2 separate regions of the Zea mays genome follow, and region 2 is linked to region 1. A link is a contact called in public Hi-C data. All regions are on one chromosome and are shown on one strand. Each heading gives the region's core, a stretch centred on a gene start, on an enhancer-like site or on the middle of the called end of the contact. The rest is flanking DNA. Distances are from core to core; before and after follow the strand shown. Region 1 holds the start of LOC100384288 (Lipoyl synthase 2, chloroplastic). Region 2 holds the start of LOC100216960.

Region 1 (3,953 bases), core at 1,197-3,696:
GGACGGTCCGGCGTGATGCACTGGACGGTCCGTGATGGGGCCGAAGTGTTCAGGGTTGTACCCTGATGGTCCGGCCATGTACGGTGCGATCTGAGTGTTTTGTGTGCGGGCCTGCATCTGGTCGGACGGCCCGACGAAATACGCCGGACGGTCCGCGGTATGACCGGACTGTCTGAGATGATGCTCGGACGGTCCGATCGCGTCCAGTACCTGCCGTGTGCCTAGTGGTTGCGGCTGTGATGGTGACACGAAAGCGTGCATCGGCATACCATATGATGGCTGGGTCAAGGGTGACCTGTTTATAGCCGATGTGTTTGACGTGGGTGGCACTGTATTAGACTCTCGTGATGGAAAGTTAGGAGCAGCTGATTTCTCGTATGCACGTAAATGCATTTTAATAGATTCATCTACATATTGCTTTAACTGATCTCCTCGTTGATCCATGAAAGTCGTAAGAGATAGGTCTGGAGTACTTACAGCGGGACCCTGAAGTGGCGGTAGGAGAGATTCCATATCGATCTCCCCTTGACGGACGATCTTCTGGTGGCGATCTACCGTGAAGTGTGACAAGTACTTGTCCGCCGCCTCCTTGCGCCTTTCGGAGAGTTTATGCAGCAGTTCCGCCTCTTCCTTGTCGCGTTGTTCGTTCCATTGCCGCATCACCTCCTTCTCATCGCGCATTACGAGGTCTTCAAAGGGCCTTTGGTCATCAGCCGGGAGCGCCTCCATGGCCGGCTTGATGATGTTGGTAGTGGAGATCTTGGTGGGATCCTTAGAACCGGCCATTTATGGGCCGATTTTTAGCAGATCTAGACACCTAGTCCCCAGCGGAGTCGCCAAAAAGTATGTTGACACCTTTTTGGAGGCGTCAATTACTCAAGAGAACCATGGTGGTGCCCTCTGCACAGGGGCGGACGGTCCGCGCGCGGGGCCGCACGGTCCGCGGCCTGGTGCGAGGCGCGGTGGTACTCTCTGCGCAGGGGCGGACTGTCCGCGGCCTGAGGCCGGACGGTCCGCGGCCTGGTGCGCGGCTAGGGCTTCTCTGCCTGACGGCCGGACGGTCCGCGCCCTGGGGCCGAACGATCCGCGCGTACGCAGAGGCGGCGGAAGTCGCCGGCGGCGCCTGGATCTCGCTCCCGGGAGGGACCCCGTCGGGGAGGAGAGATCCTAGGTGGTGTCTAGGCTCGGGCCGGCCGACCTAGACTCCTCTAATCGACGTAGAGCCGAAGAGAGACGAAGAATTTGGGGATTGGATAGCTAAACCTAAACTAGACTAGAACTACTCCTAGGATAAAATGCGAAATAGAAGTTGTATTGATTCGATTGATGATGGGGGTTTAATCGGCCGTAGCCCTTCATCTATATAAAGGGGGAGGTCTGGATCCGCTTCCAACTGATTTCCGAGTTAATCCCGCGGTTTTAGGTAACAAATCCCGCGAGAAACTAGGAACCCTAACTGACTCTGCGCACGCGCGGACCGTCCGCGCCACCACCGCGGACGGTCCGGACCGCGGACCGTCCGGCCTCCGGGCCGGACCGTCCGCACGGTCATTTTGGGTTCCAACACAGGGCCTAACACCAATTACAAATTTACAATTGCATCGATCAATCACGAGTTCTGAGAACCTATCAGTTTCCAATCAGCAGATGATCAGCCAGGCAGGATTACTAGAGATCATACCCCCAGCTTGCAACAGCCAAAGCCGTGTTCAGAGGCTCCAGGGGATCAGGCGGCGGCGGTTTGTTGCTGGTCTTCACAGCGCAGAATCGACACCCGCGCGTGCAGGTGTCACCAAGCACCATGATGGTGGCCGTCGCGATGCCGTCCCCTTCGCCGCCGGCCCCTCCACCTCCGTTCCAACACTGCGCCACCAAAAGCACCCGGTTCCGTCAGAACCCATCACTGAGACCAAAGCGCTCCTCTCGCAGAAACCGCTGGCGTGGATCAGTCTATGCTAGGCCTAGGCTCACGGGCAGGTACTGACGCGATGGGCGTCACGCGGAGGGGGGCATCTGTCATCTGATCGGCGCGCGTACCTCGCCGATGTTGGGGCACTGTGCCTCGACGCAGACGGTGTTGAGCTTGAGCTCGCCGATGGACTCCCGCAGGCGAGCGTACTTCTCCCCCTGCGCAGCGCGCTGCCGCAGCCACGCGGGCTTCTTCACCTCCGGGTCCCTCCCGGTGTACGGCCCCGCAGACGCCCTGGACGCCGTCCACACGGGCGCCGCCGCCTCAGCGCGGCACCGTGCCACGGCTGCCAGGCCCCGTCTCTCGCCGCATCCGGCCAGTACCGGCGGCCGGGCGAGGGAGCTCTGCATCGTTGCTGGCCGGCGGAATCGGGCGCTGCGTCGTGGTGTGTAGCGATGGAGGCGGCGGCGATGGAACTTCCAAGCGGAGGGGGTGAGGTTTTAGCGTTCCGCTTTTACCCTTGTGTGGGAGGCAAACCAGCTGGACGACTGCCGTGGCCCAGGGGTAAAACAGGGGATTGATATTAGGCCGGCGATGATAGCAAGGTTGGTTTCTCCGGATCGCCTGCCTTGTTCCTGCCGCTGCTGGTTCCTGGCCGATGTGGCTCAGTGCAGTGGGTGTGCTGGTACCTGGTAGCCCAGTGTCTCAGATATTGGAAGACACGATCATGTTTGGAGACTGATCAATCTTAGCGCCATTTGGAATACCTTGACACCAGCAAATGCAGGATTTTACCCAGGATTTCTATTGCTAGGGAATCAAACGATCATTTTCTTTCAATTCCAAACAAGTTACAAGTCGCAGCCTTTTACGAAGGATGCTCAGATCAGATGTGATTGTTTGAACAAGCTTCTGTATGAGCTTGAACACACACTTGGCATGAGTCTGCGTCATATCGATCTTTGGCATGAGGAAATCTAAGCTCAACAGGATTATGCTCTACACCAGGATTAAACGAGAACCAATCCATACCTTTTCTTTTGCAACAACATCATCAAATGCAAAGATCTACAGTTACACTGCTTCCTTCAAACAACAGTGCGACTGCATCCCATTGATTCAGACGAACGAAGCAGTCAATAATATCAATATATTTTCACATCACGCTGTTAAATGGAGCTAAGCTAACGGTTGGCATTTCTTAACGAACGAATTCATGCTGGAAATCGCACAGTTCGCGAAGGCAGATGGCTCCACACACACCACAAGGAATATTGAGGGAAATGATGAAAGGAAGGCTGACAGAATATGATCAAGCAAAAACAACCCGAACATTTCCACCCACCTAGACTAGAAGCCAAGAGCCCGACCCAGGACAGGAGTAGCTCAATAACAGTATGTCAGAATATAAACAAATACATGCCCAGTAAATGTGCAAACCAGTCCACAATGGCCTACGAAGAACATCGACTCTAGTAGAAATGTGAAGGGGTACATTTCCTGTTCCAGTATTATGATATCATCAGGTGGGTACTATATTAAATGACCCACATAAGGAACATTTCACTGGTCTATTCGATTACTCTGAAACCTAAACTTACGTCACAACCTGAAGTGAAGGCTACTTTCCTGAGCAATCGGAACTTCTCCAAGCTCGCTCACAACTTATAATGGGGCATGCATGTCTTCAGATACAACAATTATCAGCTGAAGACCATCTCATCAATGTTTAAAAGCATTGACTCTTTGCCCTTGTGTGTCTCCTTCAGTTACATCATCCAGGAACAGATTCTGAAGTGATGTGCCCACCTCTAGCACCTGAGGGATTGAAACCTGTTACTGGCATGGATCTCTGAGCAAAATCAAGAAGCCGCTGGCGCTGCTGCTCGTTTGTATGAGGAAGGCTTGCACGAAGTAGCTCAACAGGCATCTCCTTACTAGTAGCTTTGGAAGCCTCAGGTCCGATTCCTGAGCTCGGTGTCTGTGTGACAAACATCTGTTGGATACTTTCAAACTTACTGACACAGTATTTTGTTAGAAGCCC
Region 2 (3,807 bases), core at 300-2,799, 280 kb after region 1:
GAGATTGCTCCCTCCTCGAGATTGTCCCCTCCACCTCACGCGGCACCTAGACGAGCGACCTCACGCCATAGGGCCAGCGCACTCGACCGCGACCCGAGTTTCGCTTCGATGCTATCTCGGACGGCTAGCGGATGTTGTCCTCCATCTCATAGTAGTATAACACTCATTTGTATATAAGTTATTGTGATATTATATGTTCTCATTGCAATGCACGAGCCTCATCTATTAACACATTGATTATTAAATTAAATTTGTTACCTCTCATATTATGCTCAGATTACTTACATATCTTCTAGCAATTTCAAATGGGATGTTATACAGAATATTGGAAATCCTTCATTGAAACGAGCTTCCTACTCATGTATTTTTATATATTTTTCCAGCATGCTCTTATCATATTAATACGAGGTAGTGGTGTTCGTTGCATCTTGCAACATTACTCCTGCGGAAATGATGTCACTGACTCATTGTATAATTTCTCTGATGGATATATGATTAAAGAATGGAGCTGCTCTGGATATCACTAAGACTGCACCTGTTTTTCTCTACTACTTATTAAGGCTGCAAGGGTAGCCTGCCTCTCTGGTTCTGTCGTTCTGCCTTCGGTCAATCTGGACCGTCCGATCACATGGGCCCACAGCTGACCGCCGCCCAGTAACCTTCGAGCTCTGAATCAATCACGCGCAATCCTTGCTCTGCCAGCCGCAACCACCTCCGCCCGCGGCCCACCCGCATCGCTAGGGACGCTCAGAGTCTTCTTCCAACCGATGATGTCGATCTCTGGCAGCGGTTTCATGTGTGGCCCTCTCCACGTTCGTGCGTTCGCCATTCCCATTCCATTCCCCTCGCGATTTAACATTTATGGAAATATACAAGAGTACCTCAACCTATTATGGAAAAAATAGATTAAATAAACAGTTATGCTTATGTTTATTTTATATTTATTGATTTAAATATCTAAACTATGATGTTCTATGAAAGATCATTCTTGAATTTTTGCCTTTAAATTGTCTTGTTAAATCTTGTATACTACACTACTCAGAGTGCTCGTGCGTCATAGGTCCGAGTTTCTCTTCAACGTTATCCCGGACGGCTCGTGGATGTCGTCCTCCATCTCATAACAGTATAACACACATTTGTATATATAAGTTATCGAGCTATTATATAATCCTGTTGCAACGCACGAGCACTGACCTAGTATATATATATATTAAATTTATCATATTTATTTGAATATAGATATAAAAACATGAGCTAAAATAAATACTAGACAGAGTGAGTATATTATAAAATTAGAGCGAAAGTGAGAAATTAAAAAAAACCAGAATCGTATATTCATACAAAAGGCAACGGTAACACACCACAGTTCACCCCCAGCTGGCGTTGGCCCGCAAAAACAAACGGAAATAAATCAGAGAATCCCCTGATAATCAATCCAGTCCACCCATCGAACCGAACACATTTTCTCTCTCCTGCGGCTCAGCCCACCACCGAACCCGAGTGACCCACACACGCAGACGCATTCGCACCAAAGAAAGCGAGGAAGAAAAGAAAAGCAGGGTCGTGACAGGACGGGGGGAAGAGAGACCTCCACTCACGGACTCAGCCCCCGCCGGAAAGCACTGAGCTTCCGAGCGGCCCGCCGCGAGGAACGCGTGACCTCGCCGCGCGCTGTTGCGGCTGGGCGGGCGGCGCATTCAGGATCTGCTAGGGTTCCCCGCCGGTGGGGTCCTGGCCATGGCGAGCCCGCGCTCGGCCGGCGGTGACGAGGCGATCTGGATGAAGCTGCGCGAGGCCGGGTTCGACGAGGACGCTGTCAGGCGCCGCGACAAGGCGGCCCTCATCGGCTACATCTCGCGGCTCGAGTCCGAGGTAAATCTCCTCGCGACAAGGAGGCCGTCAGGCGCGGTATTTTGGTTTATTGCTTTATTGGCTTGGTAGTGTGCGGTTCTTTGTTACCTGGTCTAGCAGTTCAACTAGTCCGGTTCTTTCGAAGGGAGGCGAGTAGGATTTTCCCGTCAAGTTTTGTAGAAAGAACAATGGCGATATTGTGTCGTCGGGGGGAGGGCGGGATTTAGGGGAGGGAAATTTAATTTTGGCGTTTTTTTTTCTCGTTGGCTTGTTGCTCCCCCCACCCCAAATGTATTAGGTACGACGATGAGCTGGTCAAGTCTGAAAGAAGCTCATATTTTCCATTAGCTGTTGGTATTCCTGTATTCGTAACGATTCTTCTATGGATCTTGCACTTTGAGTTTCAGGGGTGTAACCGTTCAAGCTCTTCTGTTTTGTCTCGTGTTTCCCTGGGTTTCTTTCGGTATAGGCCGCGATGATACGCGTTTTCAAATGCTGTAGCTACAGCAGCTAGCTCGCCATGTGAGCTAGGTAGGATGCACTTGTTTTTCTAGCATATTGCAAAAACATGTTTACGAACTATTTCTGGAGGCTGCCACATAAGCTGGGTCCACCGGTTCCTACAATTTGGCTATGTGCATTACCGGATGAGTCGTTTAAAATAATTAATTGCCACAGTTATTGTGATAACATATGGATTTATTTTCTGGATATTATATGTTTTTGGTATCACTTAACCTTCTTTACATATTAACTGAAAATATTACGTGGTATTCCGATTGATATTGCGATGTGTTTCTTTCTGTGCCTGGGTGGTGAAAAAGTTATCTTGTTATGCACTATATTGTTTAACTGGCTGTTTCTGCTTATTTTGTTAGGCATCTTTAAGGTTTGCATGCTTTATTCTCTCGATAGATAGACAGCGTGTGTTTTGCCATTAGTTGCTTGGTTTTTAATTGAGCCCAAAACTTTTTTTCCTGCAGATCTATGAATATCAGCACAATCTTGGGCTTATTTTATTGGAGCGGAAGGAGTTGACGTCCAAATACGAACAACTCAAAGCTTCTTTTGAAGCCACTGAGATCATACTCAAGCGAGAGCGAGCTTCGCAGCAGTCTGCTTTATCTGAAACAAGAAAGAGGGAAGAAAACCTAAAAAAAAATCTAGCCATTCAGAAGGAGTGCATATCAAATGTAAGATTCCATTTCAATTAATCATCGAGATTTTATGGACGTGAAATATGATGTTCTCCCTTGGTTTGTCAAAATGTACACTAAAAGCTAATGTCATAAACGTGTAAGATGATGTTCTCATTAGGTTTGTCAGATTATACATCAAATGTAAGCTTGCTGTCAGTGTTTTTAAATCCTAAGGCGAGGCAAGGTGTTGGACCGCCGCCTGGACGCCTAGGTGGCGCCTAGGCGGGCAAGGCGCCTAGGATTTCTGGGCATTGGCCCACCGCCTGGACGCCTAGGCGACACCTTAAAAACACTGCTTGCTGTACTTTTTTAGTCAGACGTCTCTGAAGAGAAGCTTGTTGTGGTTTTGGTGCATGCTAACATAGTGATATCAATTTGTTCATGTAAAAGTGCAGTGATGCAGTGAAGTCTGGGAGATCTAACACAAGAATGTCTGATAGTAAAATCCCTTGTTCCACTAGTATCTTAGTTTTGTGTGCGATTAAAACTTCTGTTTCTTGCTGAACATGAGTGAAGGATTATTTTTGAAAAGTCATATAAGCAATATTTGTTGTAAGTTCTGTAGGATGCTAGCAAAAGGTTACTCTTGATTTGTCTTGGTATTTGATTTCTCAGTTAGAACTGCGTGAAACTCTCAAATTAAACTCTGGTACTGACATCATGTTTTGAATGTAGCTTGAAAAGGCACTTCATGATATGCGCGGGGAAACAGCTGAAATAAAAGTTTCATATGAAGCAAAACTGGCTGAATCCCTTC

What was found. A called contact is a pair of places that touch in the nucleus more often than the background predicts.
Region 2: a Hi-C map of leaf shows a contact between it and region 1, with 3 times the contacts expected there. The contact joins the promoter of LOC100216960 here to the promoter of LOC100384288 in region 1. A contact is called at or near these places in 2 of 25 Hi-C or Micro-C datasets (both in leaf).

Annotation. Positions count from the first base shown.
Region 1 is chr3:198,825,759-198,829,711 of Zm-B73-REFERENCE-NAM-5.0, forward strand. LOC100384288 (Lipoyl synthase 2, chloroplastic) reads right to left here and starts at 2,447. Exons shown (of 7, transcript NM_001176850.1): 1 at 2,038-2,447; 2 at 1,682-1,863. The coding sequence starts at 2,319. It overlaps LOC100272651, which reads right to left. Exons shown (of 5, transcript NM_001147109.1): 5 at 3,278-3,953. The coding sequence ends at 3,684.
Region 2 is chr3:199,102,828-199,106,634 of Zm-B73-REFERENCE-NAM-5.0, forward strand. LOC100216960 reads left to right here and starts at 1,550. Exons shown (of 8, transcript NM_001317378.1): 1 at 1,550-1,872; 2 at 2,835-3,044; 3 at 3,726-3,807. The coding sequence starts at 1,738.